Regions from separate parts of the Gossypium hirsutum genome. Here all the other regions are linked to region 2. The links are chromatin contacts, called in public Hi-C maps. All regions are on one chromosome and are shown on one strand. The core of a region is the stretch at or near the end of the contact, and the rest is flanking DNA. Distances in the headings are between cores, read along the strand shown.

Region 1 (3,591 bases), core at 586-3,085, 130 kb after region 2:
AGGGATTCAAAGCCATACAAAATAAAAGGGATAAGGAATCTTCTAAAATAGACATCACTAAACCCAAAGCAAGCGGAAGACTTCCACTTACCTAGCTGAAACATCATTGTTTAAATAGCACGAGTAAACAGTGGTTTCCATTGATTTACCATAAAATATCTAATGTGAACTCTCAAGAACTTCAATTATACCTTTCAAAAACAAAATAACCTTAATTATCTATGCAATTGACATGGCAGTGCTAGCGTATTGTCCAAAGATATACCCTAAAAAGGCTTCTTGCGAATCCCAAAATATATTGTCAAAGTTGCTAGCTGAGCATGAGACGGATTTCAAACTCCAGCAGGCAGAACAATGAGGCAGAAGGCCAAACTAGCCCCTAATAGAAGGGCTTTCCTCAACAATTCAACACATCTAACAGGGGAAATGCATTTCTGAAAACATTTCTAAGTTCATCAGAGAATAAAGCAGGTGAAAACCAAAGACAAGGGCCTTCTATCGTGAACCTTTGCAAAATTCATCCTCTCAACCATAATAATTGTTAAGAAAACAGACTAGAGTCCTCTAGGATGAAATATCTTCCATCTTAAAGCAGGTAGCTCACATATCCCCCTATTCTGGGATTATGACTCACTCGAGCTTGAAGTTCAAAATTTCTCAGCATAAAACATGAGTGACATTATGGTACCATTTGATTCGATCACTATCCTACATTCCTATCTTCCCAATTTTAAACATATCCAAAACACCACTAAGCTACAAATATTAATATTACATGAATACGTTAAAAAAACTATAAGGTAGCATTTGGGGTCTTGGATTTCAAACTTTGGATTTGAATTTCGAGAATAGTGCAAATTGAGTGATAATACACATACAAATATATTACTCATGATTATTTCTCAAATCCGTGGATTTGTTGGATGCCTAGTAGTGAATTTGAAATTCCCAATGAATTTGACAAATTCATGATTTTTATACTTTCCAAAAACGCATTATATTGAAACTCATCTAATTTATTCAAAATATATACAATTCATTCTCACAATTTATATAGCAAATGAAATCCAAATCCAAGATTTTCAATTTCATATTCCCAAATGCAGCATAAAGAAAATTGAATTGAACTAAGGCAAACTCAACTAATAAAGTCAGAGATTTGAACTCACGAATGGAATCTTGGAGGCCTTATCATTCCACCAAGCCAAAAAACCCAACGATGCAAAGAAGCTCAAGCCTCCACACATCCAAGCTAATGCCTCGTACTACTCCCAGAAAAATGAAACATAGGAACAAGAACAGAGAAAAAAAAAGAGTCAGTTTCTTCAAATAATCCAAAATCCCACAACCATAAAACACAAGTGAACATTTAAATAGAGAACTTACTTACCTTTCCGACAGTATCAGCGATTCGATCAATACAAGGTTCTGGAAATGCAGTTCCATTGTCCCAAATTAGCTCGTCATTTACAGGAAGCTGAAAGGGTCCAGCAGGAGTAAAATTGTAAGGTTTTGGGTTAGTCTTTTTAATGATTATCACTGAATAGATCTGAAGAATTATGAAGTGATTGAGCTTACGGGCTTGTCGGGAACGATATGTTTGCCGACAGGGAGACCCATACCGGAACGGAGTCGAAAAGAAGAGGCGACGGAGCGCGATACGACGCCAGTTCCGCCCATTATACGCGACGCTACGTTGCTCAATCTTCCTGCCATTTCTTTTCTCCTCGGAACTTTCTGCAGAACCAAACTCTGGTTTCTGAATTAATATTTTGCTATGACTAATTCCAATGGGCCATTTGCCCACGATATTCAAGCGCCCATCTATATGGACCTATGGAAACTTTTTAGTGTTAAACTTGTGATATTTTAATAGGTTTGATTTTCACCTTACCTAAACTGTTTCTAAATATATTCTAGTTAGTCCAAATTTATTTTGATTCAAATCCGAATATATTCTACATATTTGGAGCTGTGAGCCTATTTGTATTTATAATTGTTTAAGTACATATTACAAATTGAGGGAGGAAATACAGCAATAGAGTTTGAACCTTAGTCAACAAAAGGTTTAATCGCTATTCGTTAACGCTTTAAAAATTTTAAATATTTTTTTTTCAAAAATTTGGTTTAAGATAAATACTTAACTTGACTTTGAAATTAAGCTTTTTTCGTCCCAAGGTTCTATTATCACCTAAAGTTTCCTTTTATCTTGAAATCACATACAAGAGTATTTAAATTCCTTCAACCCTGAGCGGTTTAAAGAGTCCATAACTTCTTTAGGGTCCTTATATAACCCATTGGTGCCTAGCACGTCGATCCCTCAAAGTTTTTATGGTTTCTTTATTTTTATTAACCTCATAGTTATAGCTCCCTAAGAGGAGTTTGAGGAGTTCATGTGGCACATCCATGATTGCCCCTCGCATTTCATAGACTCGTCATCATAAGATGCCCCAAGTAGCAACGATCTTTTCCTCCAAAAAGTTCGAATGCCCCACTCAAGCTCCCTTTATGATCACCTTGGTACTTGACACACTGGTCCTTAAGGCCTTCGTAATCTTTCCCCCGATTTTACTCAAAGGTTTCGACCCTCAAAAACCAATAGGAGTTAAGGAGTATACAAGCCACCTATAGAGTCCCATCGATACAAGAAAAAATGTGAGTGTAGGGGTATGATGAGCAAATGCTTATATATTTTACGTCTTAATTCCCTCACATTTGCATTGTTCTTAATTGGTTTTTAGTTAGTTTTGTATAAATAGGTCCATTTTACCATTAGTTATTGAAAAAAATTAGTTTGAAGTTATTCTTAATGTTTTTTGTGTTCTTGAGTTAAAAAGCCTTTTCAAGGACTTCTTATAGGTATTGGATAAAGTCCAAGAGAGAAAAAACATATTCGAAAGAGGTGGAAAGAGGAAAATGCAAAAAGTATGAATCTACCTGCAAATATTTCACTTTACATAAACACAAAAAGTATGAATATATTCTACTTTCCGTCAGTACTCAAGTTTCAAATTTGTGAGATTTATTAAATTAATTGGGCTTTTGGTCTTTTCTGCTCTAGCTTGAGATTTTGCCTTAGAAAAGGCTTGTAAATAGTAGAAGCATGTTGGATTCCTTAGGCTACCTTAAACTTTTGATTACGTTTTCTTAGGTTAGAGAGTTTGGAGAGTTTGGTTTAATAGTTTTTTTTTTTGTTTTTAGTTTTGTAATAATTTGTTTTTACTTTAAACTTTTAATTTTCTTGTAAATTGCAATAACTCTTTTGGAGATTCTTTATTATTAAGTTGTATTAATTTTATGTAATGCTTTAGTTGTCATACCTCATTTTAATACCTTTTATGTTGTTTTCAAATTTAAAATGAGCAAAATTATTTATGCGGATGAGAGATCCTTAGGTTAGTGGCTTAGTAATTGAAATAGGATTAAAACTTAGCTTAAGAATAAGACAACGATTTAATTCTGTAATTTGTGCTCATGTATTAATTCTAGTTGACTACTATGTTGATATAATTCCTAAAGAGACACTGAGGTTGAGAGAACTTCGCTACTCTACTTTAGTGATCTAATAAGAAATTACCCAAAAATGCTTTT
Region 2 (3,741 bases), core at 1,017-3,516:
TAAATTTAAAAAGGGAATAACCCAAAAAATATGTACTAGAACAATTAGATAAAATTGCGTATGATGTTTATTTTTCTTACTACTTTTATTAGAAATCATATTATCAACTACCTTTTTAGAGGAGCATAATATATGATGATTTAATTTTAGTTTTTGTTATTTGTTTAGAAATTATTTTTATAATATTAATAATTTTTTATGGCAATTAATATTTTTAAAAATATAAATTATGTAACAGTGAAATTACAAGTTGTACTACCAAACATGATATAGAATTAGAATGTAATTACACTTTGTTAGCTAAACACGTCGAAAAAATTACAATTCTTTATAATTATAAGGAGTGTGAATAGTGATTACACTTTTCTTCAATTACTCTGTGCTATCCAAACAAAGCTTAGTGTAGTCTTTCATTTTCTTCGAGTGCCATTGCAATGGGGAGGATTGTACAATTGGCTCAATATATTTGTTTAAAACCCTAAAATAGCATTGATGTCTCATTAAAAACAGTCATATAATAGAAGAGAGAGAGAGAGGGGCATGTAAGCTAATGGTTGATTAGTAGATCACTTTTTATTAAATAAAAAAAGGTAAATTAAATAAATAGTCATCCAACTATTAAAAATTTCATTTCAGGTACTTAAAATAAAAAAAGTTTGCAATTTAAGCACCAACGTTACGTAGTTTAGTCATTTTGGTCACTCTCGTTAAAATCACAAATGACAAGCTAACGTGGCAATTAAAAAATTGGTATAATATCAAATTTAGCCTTCAACTTTTACATGTTATATCAATTTAGTCATAATTTTAAAACATTAACCCTCAAAATTTACAAATGTTCACAATTTAATCCTAATTCTAAAAAATAAAAAAACATATAAATATTTTAAAAAATTTTTTTATATCAATAATAAAATAATTATATTGATATTAAATAAAAAATCCTCCCTCCCCAATCTCCTCTCCCTTTCCCCACCACCACCCCTTTCCCTCTCCACCTTGGTCTGATTTAATGTGAGATAATTAGGCCTATTTTAGAACGAGGTGGGGGAGGGTTATTATTATTATTTAAAATTAATATAATTATTTTTATTTAATATTAATATAAAATTTAAAGTTTTTATTATATATTTTGAAAATATTTGTGTATTTTTATATATTCTTTGAATTTTTTAGAATTAGGATTAAATTGAGAATATTTGTAAATTTTGAGTGTTAAATGTTAAAATTATGACTAAATCGATATAATATGTAAAAATTGAGGGTTAAATTTGTTATTATATCGATTTTTTAACTATCATGTTAACTTGTCGCTTGTGATTTTAACAGGAGTGACCAAAATGACCGAACTATTTAACGTGAGTGCTTGCTTAAATTGCAAAATTTTTATTTTGGGTGCCTAAAATGAAACTTTTTATAGTTGAGTGTAGAGCTGTTCATTGGCCAGATTGGGTCAGGTTCGAGTCGGGCCTAAGCATTATATTAACATGCTTTGTGGTTGCCCAAGCCCGACCCAACACAAAATATGGGCCTAAAATTTTACCAAAACCTGCCTATATTTGTAACTTGCTAACCCAAGACCATTTTGTGTCGATCCATATTATTTTTAATTTTTTAAAAAATGTATATTTATATTATTTTTAATTTAATAATTTTAATTTATTAAAATTTTATATACAGACATCTTAAGAATGTTTTTAATGTTTACATTATGGTACTAGTATAGAATATTATAGATTTAAATTTTATATGTTATAAATAACAAAATATAAAATATTAAAAATTTATAAAATGAGTCCGACCTATTTTTTATTGTCCAAGTTCATTTTTTGTGCCTAATATTTCCATCCAAATCCTGTTAAATTTTGAATGAATTTTTAGACTTAACTAATGATTATTTACGTAGGGTATCGAAAGAAAAAAAAGTGTGGCCCTATGGTTTTTGTCCATTGCGAGCATATGTAGGTGGTTTTGAAGGAAATGGTATTATAAGAAAGGAAATGGTAAGTAGATTAAGTGGAAAAGATGAGTATTATAAGGGGATCTCTTGTGGCAATTGTATAACCCACATGCATGCTTCTTTGTACAAGTATTTGTTTAGATGTCAAAACCTCCAGTTTTTGCTTCGCTGGAGTGAAGTGAAAGCGTATTAAAGGGAGAAAGAGAGATTCATTGTGAAAAATAAGAAAATGGTATTTGGTTTGGTTGTTTGGACAGAGTTTATGAAACTGAAAATGAGAGTTATGTGAAAAGTGGTCCAACTAAGGGTGGTGTGATTTAGCACAACTGGGGTGGGTTTGGGCTTCATCTTCCATTAATGGGCATTGCGTGACAATGCCCTGAAAGAATACTGATTTAATGATAATAAAACAATAAGCTTCCATATAAAATATTGAAAATTTTGTAAAATTTGCCTTTCAATCTCGACGAGACGTCTTTCTTTTGATGATAATGTTTGTTCTTTCTGCAAAATTAATAGGGAAATTAGAGCCTCTTTTGATTTGGTTCTCTTTACTCTGTTTTGATTCCCTACATTTTTCTTTCATTGATTCAAACAACATCACATAAATATTAAATATGCAAATTATTTGAATCAACTAATATCATAATTTTTTTTCAGAGTCATTATAAGATAATAGTAGAATTGCAGTTTCAGTTTCTCCACTATGCTCATATTTGAGATTTAGGTTTTTATATTTTAATTTAACATAATTTGGGGATCCATTTTTATAATGACATTAGTCAACCAAAATAGTTAACATTTTAACTATATAAATTAAAATGATTACTTGAATTTCTCTTAAAAACACCTTTCCGACCCACTATATATATACACACACATAATTTTTGCATGAAGTTGGAAAGAGTATTTTTAAGAAAAAGAACCAAGCTCAACATTTTGACTATAATAATTAAGGATATCAACTATTTCAACAAACTAATGTTATTATGTAGATGAACCAAATTATATTAAACTAAATAATAGATACTTCTAAACTTAAACATAGTCGAGAGACCATAATAATAATTTGATCTCAAATAATTTATGCCTACTACAATCATTAATCATTTGATTTAATAAAAAAGTTTGATATTTTTATATAAAAAAAGAGTTTTTTATTTAAATTTATTTAAAGTAAAGTTTGATATTTTATTTAAATTTTATCTAATATTTACCTAAAATAATAAAATATATGTGTATATGCGTTACTAGTGAAAAAAAAGATGTTTAAATAAAATTTATTCACATTTTATTATTGATGTTAATTACTTTTGGTTCACAATATTATTTATAAAATTTTAAGAAAAAAACTATAAAAGAAATGTGCCCAAGCGAAGTTGGAGAAATTATACTATAATAATAGTAGTAGTTAAAAATTCAATATTATCTTTATATAATATTATTTATTTATATTATTATTTAAATTTTTTTGGTTTTTTCTTCAATTAATTTGGTGGGTCGAAAAAAAAAAGATTTGGTGTGGGTTCATCTCAAAAGAAAATATATTAGATAATTATTTGATGGCATATTTTATATTTTATTTCTTTTAATTATTTAAATATATTAGATAATTATTTAAGTTTATTTGGTTTACTAATTTGGAGGATTTGGAAAAATCGGAACCTTTTTCTTTTTTAAGGTGTTTCATGGAACACAGGTGAGATTGTTAAGATTTCTTATATATGAGTAAAAGAATTTGTTTCTTTTCACAAGGAGGATGTATCTAGACGGAATGGGCA
Region 3 (3,983 bases), core at 978-3,477, 79 kb after region 2:
ATCACATTCATAGGTTTGCAGGCAGTTTAGACGCATATCACATAAAGTAAATTTGTTTGTATTATAGAATTGGGTCCAAATTAAAAAAGAAGGAATATAATACATTGGATCCATTTTGAAGGCTTGAATGATTTGCGGTTGAGATCTTTCACGGGTTGCTAATCATATACTTAAAAACGAAATGTTGGTTTGATAGAAGCTTAATTAATAACAAGCTCTCTTAATAAAGTCGTATATTCCCCTCATATGAACTAGGGCTGGATATTCAAGATTGTTAGGTCTCATTATACCCAACAAGTTTTCTTGGAAATCTCTTATATAAGCATCCAATTTAATAACAAAAATAAAAATTAAAACCAAATTGTATGCAGCTGACAATGTCAATATCTGGTCAAACAAATACTTTCTTGGTAAAATCTTTTCAACTTTCGATGGTGAATTTTGTTTGTGAAAATGTTTTTATTTTATTTTATTTTCTATTTTCATTTTTTAAAAAAACAATAGATTTTAGTAAAACTTGACATGACAAATGAGTTAAAAATTGATGCTTGTTTTTAAATTATATTTAAAATATTGGACATTGAGGATGGGTGTGACAAAACAATTTCAATGAAATTATAAGGAATGAACTACAAATTAAGAGATTGTTTATTCTGTATTTGCAATCAACTTCTCATATATTGAATCACATCTGTCAAAGGGAATCAAGCTAAAGATTTTGTGTCAAGTTTTACAGACATATGGTGACAATATATATTGTCCACCTCTGCCACGTGGGAACCTGTTTTTAGTTTTTCTTTTGATAAAAAAACCCTGCCTTACCTGGATCCACTTAGCTTAAGTTGAAGATAAAATTAATATTGACTTCATTAAGTTTCAGTAATTTCTGTAGTGGAAAGAAAAATCTGGTTTCAGTCAAGACATGACAATGTATATTATTGTAAATGGAATTCTTTTTCAGATGAGGGCACGGAGTCTATGGTGGAACCCAATACTCATCCGTCATACTTCTGTGAGATATTCATTTTTTTCTTTTTCTTAAGTAACATGAATTTTTTACAAGTATATATTTGTAAAGAGGAGATTCACAAGCTTCTCAAGGCTGCTAAATTTTTTTTTGAAATATGACTTTTTTGAAAAAACATATGGTTCTAAATACAAATTATTCTAAATAATGGTTATTCTAAACATAATTATTCCCAAAACGTTATTATTCTAACCAGAGTTGTTTTGAACTTTAGCTAAACTTTATTATGAACAAAGTTATTTTGGACATAATTATTTTCAAATAACAATTATTTTAAACAACAATTATTCTTAACTAGAGTTATTGTTCTGAAGGAAATATTCTTGATAATACAATTTCTTCAAATATAATATTTTTATCTTAAGGAAGAGATAACATGTTTACCTACAATTCCAACATTGTTCTTCAGCCTAGAAAACTTCCATTGACAACATGCAAACCTAGAAACCATCCCTTATGTTGGATTGGGATCATTAGCTCATTACAATGATCAGTATCTAGCTGCAAGTTCTTTTGGGATCTTGAAATTCGAGGTAAATGTGAATGATGTCTTTGTTGACTTTTGGATTAACATGCCATGAAGATGCAGGATGCATTCAGGATTGGGATATAGCACAATCAAAACAAAACAAAACGAAACCGAAGATCAACATGAAGGTCTGACAAGATAGCCTTCAACACGGAAGTAATTATGTTGTTTTGAACCTAAATCTGTTTTTGTCTTCAGTAGTTAGTTGTTGTAATTATCCGAATTTGGAACGGATGAGATAATAAAAGTAAACGATGTAGATACTTAAATATTAAGTATTAACTACCATGTGTTGAAGACAATTAAAGCAACCCATTGTTTGAACATTAAATTCTGTACCTTTTTGTCCAATAATTAGCCTGATAATGCTCCTCGGATGAAAAATATACATAGATCAAGTGATTTCACGATCCCATTATCTTCCATAATTAAAGGTTGGGATGCAAACATCTTAATATGAAATGCTGTTGCAAAACGAATAATTTGATGCTAGGAGCAGTGGTAACATGGCAATGTGCTAATATTCACCTCATAATCACAAACGTCCATATTTCACGAACATCGTCTCCTAAGCCAGCTCAAATCGCAGAATGAAAGCGATATATGATTCAATTTTATGAATTAAGCTGACGTTAAAAACAACCAAGTCGCCCTCTTGAAACACTATAAACCTCACCCTTCACTCCAAATTCTCCATTCTCAGAGTATATTACTCTACTTCTACTTTAGGCACGAAGCTCCTAGGATTTGAGAGAGATGGCTTCGAAAAGGTTAGCATCGCTTACCCTCTTTCTTGTACTCAACATTCTCTTCTTTTCTCTAGTCAGTGCTCGTGGTTCTTGCCCTTCCCCCAGCCCAAAACGAAACCCAAAGCCCACTCCCTCCCCATCCCCTTGTGCGAAAGGTAAATGCCCCATTGATGCCCTTAAATTAGGTGTATGTGCTAATATACTTGGTTTGGCTAATGTCACCATTGGTACACCCCCAGTCCAACCATGTTGCTCCCTTCTCCAAGGTCTTACTGATCTTGAAGCTGCTGTTTGCCTTTGCACAGCAATCAAAGCTAATATTTTAGGCATCAACCTTAATGTCCCGGTTTCTCTCAACTTGCTTCTCAACATCTGCTCAAGGAAAGTTCCATCTTACTTCCAATTTCCCTAATCATGATGTCAAAATCTCTCGTCTTGGTGTTTTTTGTGGTTTGAAAGTTCTAATTATTTCCAATTCCACTTCCCAGTGATAATTGCTTGCGGTAGCGTTTGTTTCCTAGTTGATACAAAATAAGTGTACTACCTTTTTTCTTTACAAATGTTTTTTTTTTTGTAAATTTAAGGCAAAATGAAAGTCTAATATCATTCAGTTTGTGATCATAACCATGAGTTACGCTAAACATGTAAGTTATGTTAGGATTATTTTATTTTATTAAGCATCATTAGTGATGGGATTTTTTGGATTGAATCAAATTTATTTCCCAAATAAAATTAAAGATATATTAACTTCATAATACATTAAATTGGACCTCTGATTAAATTTTAATTTATTTGTAGTGTTCATTGTGTATTAACTTTAGTCCAAATCAAGTATATAGCTATAGTATAGTTTGATGTACAAAAGGTTAAAGTGTTTCAAACTAGTATAGTATTAAGTACGTTGGATGGGTAGTGGTAAAACTAGAGGTGCAAGCAAGGGCCTTGGCCCATCCTTAGTCAAATGCGAAAAATTTTCCTTTCAAAAGTAAAATCTTTCCATTTAAGCTTTTAACTTTTGAATGAATGGATAATTTATTTCTTTGCCCTCTAAAAAAATTTAATAATGCAATTTAAAAATTTTTAACACAAAATTTTAGCCCTGGTTTGTTCAAAATTTTATACTTTTAGTCCCCTAAATAAAATTCCTAACTTCGCCTCTAACGTTGGGTATACAATTGGTGCATGGTGTAACATTGCTTATAAGAGATCATGACTCTCACAAAGAGTCAATATATCCTCTTAAAGGTATTATATCATTGATGGAAATTGAGCATGGTTATAGATCATTTATGAAAGGGATAAATCCCAAAACTATACATGAACTATGGTTTTAATGTGCAATTGTATACATAAATTTTGATTTGTACAATTTTATACATGAAATTTTGATTTGATCCAATTCTTCTAAATTATTAACACAATTATTAATATAACATTATTTTATGTTTATATATTGTACACATCAATAATTATATTTATCCAATATAAAAATAAATTGATGTATTTATTTTTTTAAAATGTGTATGATTAAATCAAAATTAAAGTTTCAAGTATACATTTGAACCACAATTAGAGTTTCATGTGTATAATTGCACCAAATTAAAGTTCATGTATACAATTTTACATTAAATCAAAATTCATGTATAATTTTGAGATTTATCCCTTTATGAAATTATAT

The links. A called contact is a pair of places that touch in the nucleus more often than the background predicts.
Region 1: a contact with region 2 is called in a Hi-C map of leaf, with 2.3 times the contacts expected there. The contact joins the promoter of LOC107929394 here to the enhancer-like site in region 2. A contact is called at or near these places in 5 of 34 Hi-C or Micro-C datasets (leaf and petal).
Region 3: a Hi-C map of leaf shows a contact between it and region 2, with 2.3 times the contacts expected there. The contact joins the promoter of LOC107929369 here to the enhancer-like site in region 2. A contact is called at or near these places in 6 of 34 Hi-C or Micro-C datasets (leaf, petal and seedling).

What each region holds. Positions count from the first base shown.
Region 1 is chrD08:58,704,839-58,708,429 of Gossypium_hirsutum_v2.1, forward strand. LOC107929394 (NADH dehydrogenase [ubiquinone] 1 beta subcomplex subunit 8, mitochondrial) reads right to left here and starts at 1,836. Exons shown (of 6, transcript XR_001692808.2): 1 at 1,579-1,836; 2 at 1,391-1,477; 3 at 1,170-1,265.
Region 2 is chrD08:58,576,930-58,580,670 of Gossypium_hirsutum_v2.1, forward strand. No RefSeq gene overlaps it. Among protein-coding and RNA genes, the nearest start is that of LOC107929368, 22 kb to the right of the region's middle. Within about 2 kb of position 2,267, at least 1 of the 9 cell types and tissues checked has an H3K27ac peak or open chromatin away from gene starts, as enhancers often do. A contact at or near this core is called in leaf, where this site is marked.
Region 3 is chrD08:58,655,801-58,659,783 of Gossypium_hirsutum_v2.1, forward strand. It overlaps LOC107929369 (14 kDa proline-rich protein DC2.15), which reads left to right and starts at 2,228. Exons shown (of 1, transcript XM_016860769.2): 1 at 2,228-2,914. The coding sequence starts at 2,313. The coding sequence ends at 2,717.